2 separate regions of the Gossypium hirsutum genome follow, and region 2 is linked to region 1. A link is a contact called in public Hi-C data. All regions are on one chromosome and are shown on one strand. The core of a region is the stretch at or near the end of the contact, and the rest is flanking DNA. Distances in the headings are between cores, read along the strand shown.

What was found. Hi-C and Micro-C count contacts between places; a contact is called where the count stands out from the background.
Region 2: a Hi-C map of leaf shows a contact between it and region 1, with 2.3 times the contacts expected there. The contact joins the promoter of LOC107896054 here to the promoter of LOC121207986 in region 1. A contact is called at or near these places in 2 of 34 Hi-C or Micro-C datasets (both in leaf).

The regions. Positions count from the first base shown.
Region 1 is chrA10:33,752,154-33,757,048 of Gossypium_hirsutum_v2.1, reverse strand. LOC121207986 (early nodulin-75) reads right to left here and starts at 2,210. Exons shown (of 1, transcript XM_041078527.1): 1 at 1,134-2,210. The coding sequence starts at 2,210. The coding sequence ends at 1,134. It overlaps LOC121208488 (a long non-coding RNA gene), which reads left to right and starts at 3,651. Exons shown (of 4, transcript XR_005903553.1): 1 at 3,651-4,286; 2 at 4,395-4,501; 3 at 4,584-4,895.
Region 2 is chrA10:34,213,346-34,218,240 of Gossypium_hirsutum_v2.1, reverse strand. It overlaps LOC107896054 (ethylene-responsive transcription factor 1B), which reads left to right and starts at 2,073. Exons shown (of 1, transcript XM_016821204.2): 1 at 2,073-3,160. The coding sequence starts at 2,463. The coding sequence ends at 3,062.

The sequences.
Region 1 (4,895 bases), core at 961-3,460:
CTTCTATTAAATTATAATTATTTTAATTTTTAATTTTATTTCAACTTTTAAATTTTATAATTTTAAATTAAATATTATAATAATTTTTAAATGTGAAAATAGTAATATGATTAAAAATAAGGATATTTTTATCAATTAAAAAGATTTGTTATAAATTATAGATAATATTTAAGTTTAAAATAAATAATCAATGTATAAATGTATTTAATAATGTAACCAAGAATAAAATTTAAGTGGAATGATAAAGATAATTTTTGTTTGAAAGAAATAAAAATAAAATGAGAGGTAGAAGTATAGTGAGAATCGAACATTTCGTACTTTATTAAAAAAATATCGTAAATTTGTTATATATAGAAGATTTTTGGTACGATAACATCAATTCAGTTTTTCTAACCACTTAATGGTTGATAATAGAGACCATACCATTGTTAATAGACAAAAGAAGCTTCAAAATTTCACAGTGGATCCAACTACTAATCTATTTTATTGTTATTAGTATCTTAATTCTATTCTTTTCAACACTTCTCATCCATCCCCAAGTGGCATTCTTGAATGGCCAGAAATTAAACCTCCTTTCTTCATATATTGCTATGTAATGATGTGAAAATTTCATCTATAACAAGAAGGAATTTGCATGCTCTGCCAAGATTTTAAATAATTGTTTTCATGTTTTCCCAAGCTAATACTACTAATAATTGGGTTTCATAATACTTCACTATTTAAAATAAATTTTTTTTAAGATATGACTTATATAATTTATTCCCATAAAAAAAACTTAAATAGCGATTTGGAATAAATTGACAAAATCACACCAGTTTAAAATATTGTTAGATAGTTCAATAGGTGAAATAAACTTAGAAAGCAAAAGATCCCAAACTAGTTAATATATAGAGTTCATATCATAAAATGTCGAACCATAGATGAGGCTGGAATTTCTAAAACAACATAGTCATGAGGTAGGCACGGCACAACCTCCAAGCCAGGAACAAAATATACGTAACTAGATAGCTACACAACTAATAAAAGGATAAATCAACATCAACTGTTATTCCTATAGTAAAATAGTCCTACCATACACGCTGATGATGATCTTCTAACTGTAGGTTGATGGGAACCTTAGGATGATTTATGCTTTAATTTTCTATTCCCAGATGGTGCCCTGGGTGGTGTCCATGGTGTGGTTTCTGCTCATGGGGAGGCTTCTCTCCCTTACCTTTGGGTGGTATCACATATTTGTGTGGCTCACTTAAGAGGTGTCTATGAGGAGGTTTAGGTTCATGAGGTACTCCCTTTCCCTTACCCTTGGATGGTTTGTCACCGGGGAATGGTTTCATGGGTGGCTTACCGTCGGGGAATCCTTCAACATGTGGAGGTTTACCCCCTGAGTGTTGTGGAGGCTTATGTGTGTCCTCAACTTCGACATTCAATAGGTGTCTATGAGGAGGTTTGGGTTCATGAGGTGCTCCCTTTCCCTTACCCTTGGATGGTTTGTCACCAGGGAATCCTTCAACATGTGGAGGTTTACCCCCTGAATGTCGTGGAGGTTTACCACCTGATTGTTGTGGAGGTTTATGTGTGCCCTCAACTTCCACACTCAATAGGTGTCTGTGAGGAGGTTTGGGTTCATGAGGTGCCCCCTTTCCCTTACCCTTGGATGGTTTGTCACCAGGGAATCCTTCAACATGTGGAGGTTTACCCCCTGAATGTCGTGGAGGTTTACCACCTGAGTGTTGTGGAGGTTTATGTGTGCCCTCAACTTCCACACTCAATAAGTGTCTATGAGGAGGTTTAGGTTCATGAGGTGCTCCCTTTTCATTACCCTTAGATGGTTTGTCACCAGGGAATGGCTTCATGGGTGCTTTACCAGCAAGGAACCCCTCAACATGTGGAGGTTTACCTCCCGAGTGTCTTGGAGGTTTACCACCTGAGTATCGTGGAGGTTTATGTGTGTCCTCAACTTCCACAGTCAATAAGTGTCTATGAGGAGGTTTTTCTCCATGTGGTGGCTCCTCCCCCTTACCGCCAGGTCCACGGTGTATTGGTGGTCGGTGTTCGGGGAATGGCTTGTGTTGTGGTTGCTTCTCACCTGGGAAAGGCTTCCTACCATTACCCTTGGGAAGCTCATTACCATGATGTTGGTTAGCTAGAGAAGGAGTGATGATAAAAACCACCACTCCAACGAGAAACAAAAGCAAGCAGGCTTTAGACATGTTTGGGAATATATCTCTCGGTTTTGTTGTGCCTCACAAACTATAACATTTGCTGCCCTTTTATAGTGGACGGAAAGCTAGACTTATGACGTCACCACACATGCAATTTTGTATTTGCCGTTTACATTGTGCGGTGTTGAGTCGCACTTTGGGTCCCATGTGGAGTCGAAATTTTTGACAAATTTGCTACTGTGAAAATCATGACACATTGAAGTTTAACTTCTGTGAAAAACACGTGGCAAGAATTTTGCGACATACATGGTTCTGCGGATTTTCAATGTGAAATATTGAATCTACATTGCTTTTTGACATTCTAATGGGATCACATGCTATATAGTCAGTTCGTGAGAAGCTAAATACCTTTAACAGGGATGAGTCCAGAAATAATTTTAAGGGGTGAGAATTAAATTATAAAATTTGTGAGGAATTAGAAGTCATGGCATAAGAAAAAACCCAAAGGGGTAAAAAGTTTTCCACATTTTTTAAATTGCAATTGGTTAAAGCTGTCGAGAGATGTCGTTGACAAAATGGTATGAACATTTGAAACTGTGGGAAAGTTGCAGAAATTTGTCATAAAATAAGTACAGATTTGAGTCACGAAACATTATCAATATGTGATTATAGATTATGTTAAAAGAATTCCCACTAAGTTTATCTATAAAAACGAAATCCATAGTACTGTAGATATGATAAGCTTCTGAAAATGATAGGTGTTCCTTTTTCATCCGCTGGATGGGGTTATGGGAAAAGGGGAAGAGTACGAAAGAAAGAAAATAACAGTTGGATTTAACACGTGAAAGATATTATGGTATATGTTTTTCAGATAAATCGATTCATTGGTTGGACCAGATTGAATAATATTTATTAGTGTCTACCCCAAATATGAATATATTATTTTGATGAAATTAGTGGATCCATAACGCAAACTTTGAATTTGGAGTATTCATTGTCTAGGCCCATCGGTACTGAGAACACTATTAGAATTTGAACTCTCTAACCCATATCAAGTTTCTTATGTTTTATTTATATAATAGTACTTGCGGCTTATTGGAATGCATTCAAGGGATTTAATTTATTGAACAAAACATATAATTCCAGCAAATTATTTCAGCTTTCAAAAGCTACTATTATACATGCGTTTCTCTTTTGTTTTTAGGCTTAGTTTATTTCACTCAAAATAATTTACAAAAAATATTTTTAAAATTTTCTATATTTATTTCACAAAAAAATAATTTGGTCAACAAAAAATAATTTTTTTAAAACTAATAATCAGATTGGGCTTTATTAAAATATGAATAAAAAATAAAACATATAGTCCAAAACAGATAATAGAACTAAAACAGAAGAGAAGGCCCAAAATTAAAAAATGGCCCGAATTAAAAAGAATTTCTAAAAAGAAAATAAAATAAGAATAGTCTAGAAGCTCATAATTATCACCGCAACTTTGCCCAATCAAAGAACACTGATGCCCGTCTTGTCTATCAATCTCCCATTTCTTCTTAAAGACGGTTAAAGTTTTCCAACGAAAGCTTTTATCACCAAAACCATTGATCTGCTCATTTGAAACTTTCCTTCCTTCCTTTTTTTCTCTATCCGTTTTCAATCTGGTTCTCGCACTCTATCAAATTCTTTCTGGTTTTTAGCATATCCAGGGATGCTTTCTAACAAGTACACCTCCTCCTTTTTTAACGATTCAGTTGCTAGTATATGTGCTAAACCATTTGCTGATCTTGGAATATATTCAAACACTAAGTTTCTAGATCTAGATGTTATTTGTTGAATATCATGTATATATGCTCCTACCTACAATTTATCTTGTTTTTCTGCCTTGCACTTTTTCATTATTGATAATGAGTCGCCTTCTATAACAATCTTTGGCCATCGCATGTATATTCCCATTTGGGCTACTTCGCGACAAGCGAGTGCTTCAGAGTGAAGGCGGAGGCCACTTCTTGATGAATTTCTGAACAAGATAGAAGAACATTCCCTTCGCTATTTCTAGCCACAATCTCCGAAGCCAATTGAAAATGTTGCCCATCGTATGCTCCATCAAAGTTGATTTTATTTACTGACCAGGTGGGTAATTCCATTTTCTAACTTCCTGCGAAATTTTGGGGGTTCTTTATTCAACCCCATTTAGTTTTGTAATATAACTATTGACAAAGCTAGCTATTTCTTTCCCAGTTCTGCTTACCTTCTCATGCATTCTAGCGTTCCTTTCTCCCTAAATGGCCCATAGCGCACAAAAAAATATTCTACATTGAGAGGGAGTGTTCTGAGTAAAAACCCAGGTGAGCCACTGTAGAAACTCCAAATTAGATTCCTGTAAGAAATTCGGGATTGATAATTCTGTCCAAACTTACACTAAAACAGGACATTCGCGAAAAAGGTGATCCATAGTTTCTGCCCATTTTCCACACCGAGGACAAATTACAATATTTGTTAGCCTCCTTTGCTGCACGTTAACCCGTGTAGGCAAATAATTCCATGATATTTTCCAGACGCTAATCTTAATTTTTGAAGGTAGATTTAGGAGCTAGAGTTTTTTTGTAAAACTTCCTGTAGTCGGTTTGCAAAGCATAAGCTCTAGGATCTTCTTCAGAAATTTGTAATAGTTTATAGGTGTTACGAACCGAGTATTCTCCTGAAGGTTCACCGCTCTAGACCAAAAAATCGTCATGAGGT
Region 2 (4,895 bases), core at 824-3,323, 460 kb before region 1:
CCCCTTTAGGGGTTTTGTAGAAGAGGTGGAGAACTTGTTCGTTAAGAATTCATGTTAATGTGGAGATTGTTAGAGTTGTGTAACCTGAATTCTTGTTAAAGAAATTAAAGTGGCAAAAAAAAGGAATCTGTGTAGGGCTTAAGGCCAAGGGCCGAATAAGGTTTTTCAACCTTTAAATACATATAGTCGAAACTCCTCTTGTATTATTTAGTTTTCAATATTAGTGAATTTATTCTCCTCTGCCCATGATTTTTTTTCTGAAAGGATTTCCATGTAAAATATGTGTGTTTTATTTTTCTTTTTTTTATTGCTTTGCGATTGTTCTATATTGTCATTATCGATGTTTAATTTTAACAATATTAATATTTATATATTTTATAGTAATTAAATCTAAACAGATTAAAAAAAACTACCAAAGTCTGTATGAAGGGGAAGAAAATGAAATGATAAAACAACGAAAAAATTTTTACAGTGAACTCCAAGTTAATACTAAAATTTTTCAGATTTATTCAAATTTTTAGTGTTTTTTAAACCTAAATATTTTTTATAAACCTCAAAAATTTTAATGCGTTTTCTAGAGCTCACAGTAAAATTCCAAAATGCGGCTGGAACACAGTTTCTAGTTTCAACTGTATGAGAAATGGTAGAATCAGAGTACTAACAAGTTCCATTTTCGTTATTAAACTCCCAAGGAATTAATGTAGATATTGTGGAGTGAAGGATCCATGGAGTTTCTTAAACCTTTCATTTAAACATTCAATCCACGTTTCAATTTGCAGTCATGGGTCATCTTGACTTTTATTAAGAGAATCCATCATGTTTACACTTAAATTAAGATTGATGTCGTATATTAATATCAACTTAACAAATTTTTCCTTCTTTCTATTTTTGCCTCAATTCCTCCGTGAATGGCTCGGGGGATAATGAAATACTAAACAAGCGTTGTATGATTGACGACTCAACCTGTCATCGTCCATTGATGTTGTTATTGTTTCAGCAATATAAATTGGAATACGATTAAGTGCATAAGTTTAAGGTTTGAGGGATTTAGAAATAATTTAAACAGTATATAATAAAAATTGTAATGCTCAAGCTATTTGTTCAAACTCAAATTTATATTCAATATTTAAGAAATATTTGAATAAAAAGAAATTAGGTTCGAAAAATTAATTTTGAAAAAAAAATTCTGTCGGTTTAAAATATAGACTGATCTTTAACTCTACTACTGAAATCAAATTTATAATAAATTGTTTTTATTTGTTTTTTATGTATTATATACATATTTTTTTAATTCAATTTAATTATTATTTTATTTAAATTAACAAAAATATATAAATATGAGCATAGACGATCGAATTCAATTAATCAAAATTTAAATAATTAATTATTTTTAACATCTTAATTCAATCCAACCTGATGAAGCGTTTGCAGTTATGTCTTTTCTTTTCTTTTTTTTTCCAATTTCCATATACAAGGAATTTGACACTAAATAGATGGTAGTATTGATACTAAACAGATAGTGCTTTTCATTGTCGGGACATGTGTGACTTAAGTCCTTTGCATGTTTGCCTCCATTCATTGAACAACCATAAATAAAATGAATATCCATTCCTAGCAATGCAAATTAAATATTATATTTAAAAAAGGTGAATATTTAATTATGAATTAAGTGATAAAAAATTATGTTTGAAGTTTTTAATTAATATTAATTTTAAGTTTGATTTTCAAAAAAAATTATATTTTTTAAATAAAAAAAGATATCATTAATATTTTGATTTAGTTGGCAAATTCAGAGTTTTTTAAGTCTTCAATATTTAAATTTGAGATTTATTATACATACATAATCTTTAAGTTTCACCGTATGTAATTATTATGTTTAAGTTTTAGTCTAATTTATTAACTTTAATCTGAATTGTGGTAGTTTTTAATTTATTTATACTTGAAATTGTTTGATTTTATTGTATAATTACTTGATTAATCCGTATTATAATAATTTGATAATTATTTTCACTATCACGTAAATTTGTATCCTACTTGTAATACTTAAAAAAAGGAGACTTTCTTTTATTTATTTTTTTTCAAATTTTTATTCACATAATATAAACCGTTATTTCCAACTGCCAAGCTGAGTTGTCACCATCATCCACGTGGACAAGACCCCATGGTAGCTCCATCCCCAACCAAAGCTGAGATCATGTAGTGACGTCACTTTCTTTGACTTAGCCGCCTTGCTCCAATTGACCCCGTGTTCATTTAACCTTAAAAATATTCAATAAAATAATGCCACGTCATCTTCCTTGCCGCTTGTTAAACCTTTTTACGCTGTCGTATTTTACGTTTAATTCCTCCCTCCCTTAATTTGAAGTATATAAAGGAGCCAAATCTTAAACTACTGCTCTGCATTAAACCCCCTACACTTGCACCAAAAAAACAGAGTTGAGAAAAAAAAACAGAGCAGATCAATGGATTCTTTCCTGTTTGAGTCCCCAAATTCCATTTCCTCATCGGAATCATCATTCGGGTCGTCGGAATTTTCTCCGTTCAACCACAACTCTCTTCCTTTCAACGAAAACGACTCCGAGGAGATGCTTTTGTATGGCCTACTCACCGAGGTCAAAACGGAAACATCAAGCTCAACGGAAAAGGGTAGTCCGACGAAAGAAAAGTGTTACCGAGGAGTAAGAAGGCGGCCTTGGGGGAAGTTCGCGGCGGAGATAAGGGACTCAACCAGACATGGGACAAGGGTATGGCTTGGAACATTTGAGAGTGCAGAGGCAGCTGCTCTGGCTTATGATCAAGCCGCTTTTGCTATGAGAGGCAGCGCCGCCATACTCAACTTTCCGGTGGAAAGAGTGAGGGAGTCGCTGGAGGAAATGAAGTGTAACCAAGAAGAAGGGTGTTCGCCAGTGGTGGCTTTAAAGAGAACACATTCTATGAGAAGGAAAATGACCGGTAGAAGTAAGAAGGAAAGAGATGTGAGGATAAACAATGTGATGGTGATTGAGGATTTAGGTGCAGATTACTTGGAACAACTTTTGGCTCAAACTGCTACACCTTACTAATTCACACCAACATATACTATTGTTCATCTCTATTTATTCTTAATATTTTAGTATGCAAAAGTATATTTTTAGATTTTATATGAAAATACAAAATTAACCTCGATTATAATAAAAGGTTTTTGGTAAATTTATTATTGAATTTAAAATTTAGTTGAGAGTGATAATAACTCAATAAAATACGTAAATATAATAATAGATATGTATTTTAAACAGATATGAGTTTCTCTATGCAAAATTTTTCAAATGCAATGATTTCGTCTATTTAGGGATTAGCTCTTTAGATTGGAGTACAAAATTATAGGTATTCAGAATATTCAAAGAGAATAATGTCTTTCGCATTATCACCCTTATACTCTAACATAAACATAAATATATGTGGATATCAATAGATTATAAATTTTTTTATGCAAATCTTAAATTATTCATACCTTTCAAACCCCTTAATTTGATTTGATTACATATAAATTATTATAATACTAGTGATATCAACTTAATTGATACTTAAATAGCATGTAAATTTGTAATAAATTAATCAATATATATGGCTAATTAAGGTGGAAGATGTTGTTTGTTGGGATTAAACTCACATAATACTCTTAAACGTTATATAAATATATGGTGAATTATACATGATTATCACATAAAAAGAACATAAGTAGTATATGAATACATAGGTTATGATTTACAAATAAATATATACTTAAATAAGACACTTCTAGAATTATGATACGTAGCTCTTAATAATTTTATCTATAGGCTAGATGTAAACCGAAAGGCAACTTCATTCAAATTACTTGTCAATAATGGAACATGGGATTCAGTTTAATGAAAATATTAGATTTTATGAAAAATATACTTTTTAATAGAAATGAAAACATTAGATCTCTTTCAAATATATATATATATATATATATATATTAGCATGTCGTATTTTCTTTTTCTTTTTTTTTTGGTAAGTTGTACGAATATAATATATTTATTTTTATATATTTTCAATCACGTACATAAATTATATTATCATTTTTAAAATGGTCATATTTACAGTGTTTTTCTTTATATTGTGTTTAAAATTATTAAATGTATAAAATAATAATAAAGTAATTGACAATATCTCAGGAAAGATCCAAAGAGCAAATAATTTGAAAGTTTGTTGAGTTTGCGTTTTAGATTTTTCTTCAGTTGCAATTAAATTGAATTACTATCAAATGAAAACTAAAATTATATTCTCATATTTAATAATATTAATTTATTATATAAAAATAACTTGTGACATAAAATAAGTGCTATATTTATCTCATATAAAAAATAATCAAGCCTTATATTAAATAAACCTTAATAGTGTGTGAAAATGTAATTATATTTGAATTTTTAATTACTTAAAAATAAAATAAAGTGACAGAGATCTTTTAATATAAAATATTCAATTATATTGAAAGTATTTATAGTAAATATAAAAAATATGAGATTTTAAGTTCGAATCCTAAATTGTACAAATTATGTATAAATTTTTAAAATTTTATTTTAATTTAAGTCACGTTACATATAATTTTTATTTGTATATATTTTAATTATGAATTTGATTGAATTTTGTAACGGTTGTTTATGATTTTTTTTTTTTTTGCTAAATCAACTTATGCATCGAGAATAGTATGGAATGACTGCCGCATCAGTTATATTTCTTCTTATAAAATTAAGACTCAATACTTTCATTTGAATTCAACTCTAACTTCATCTAGTAATACTTCCATTTTCGTTACAAAAATGTTTTAGTATATATATATATTGAAACTCAATCTTTTTAACCCCTTCTTTTAGGTATATATTAATAATATG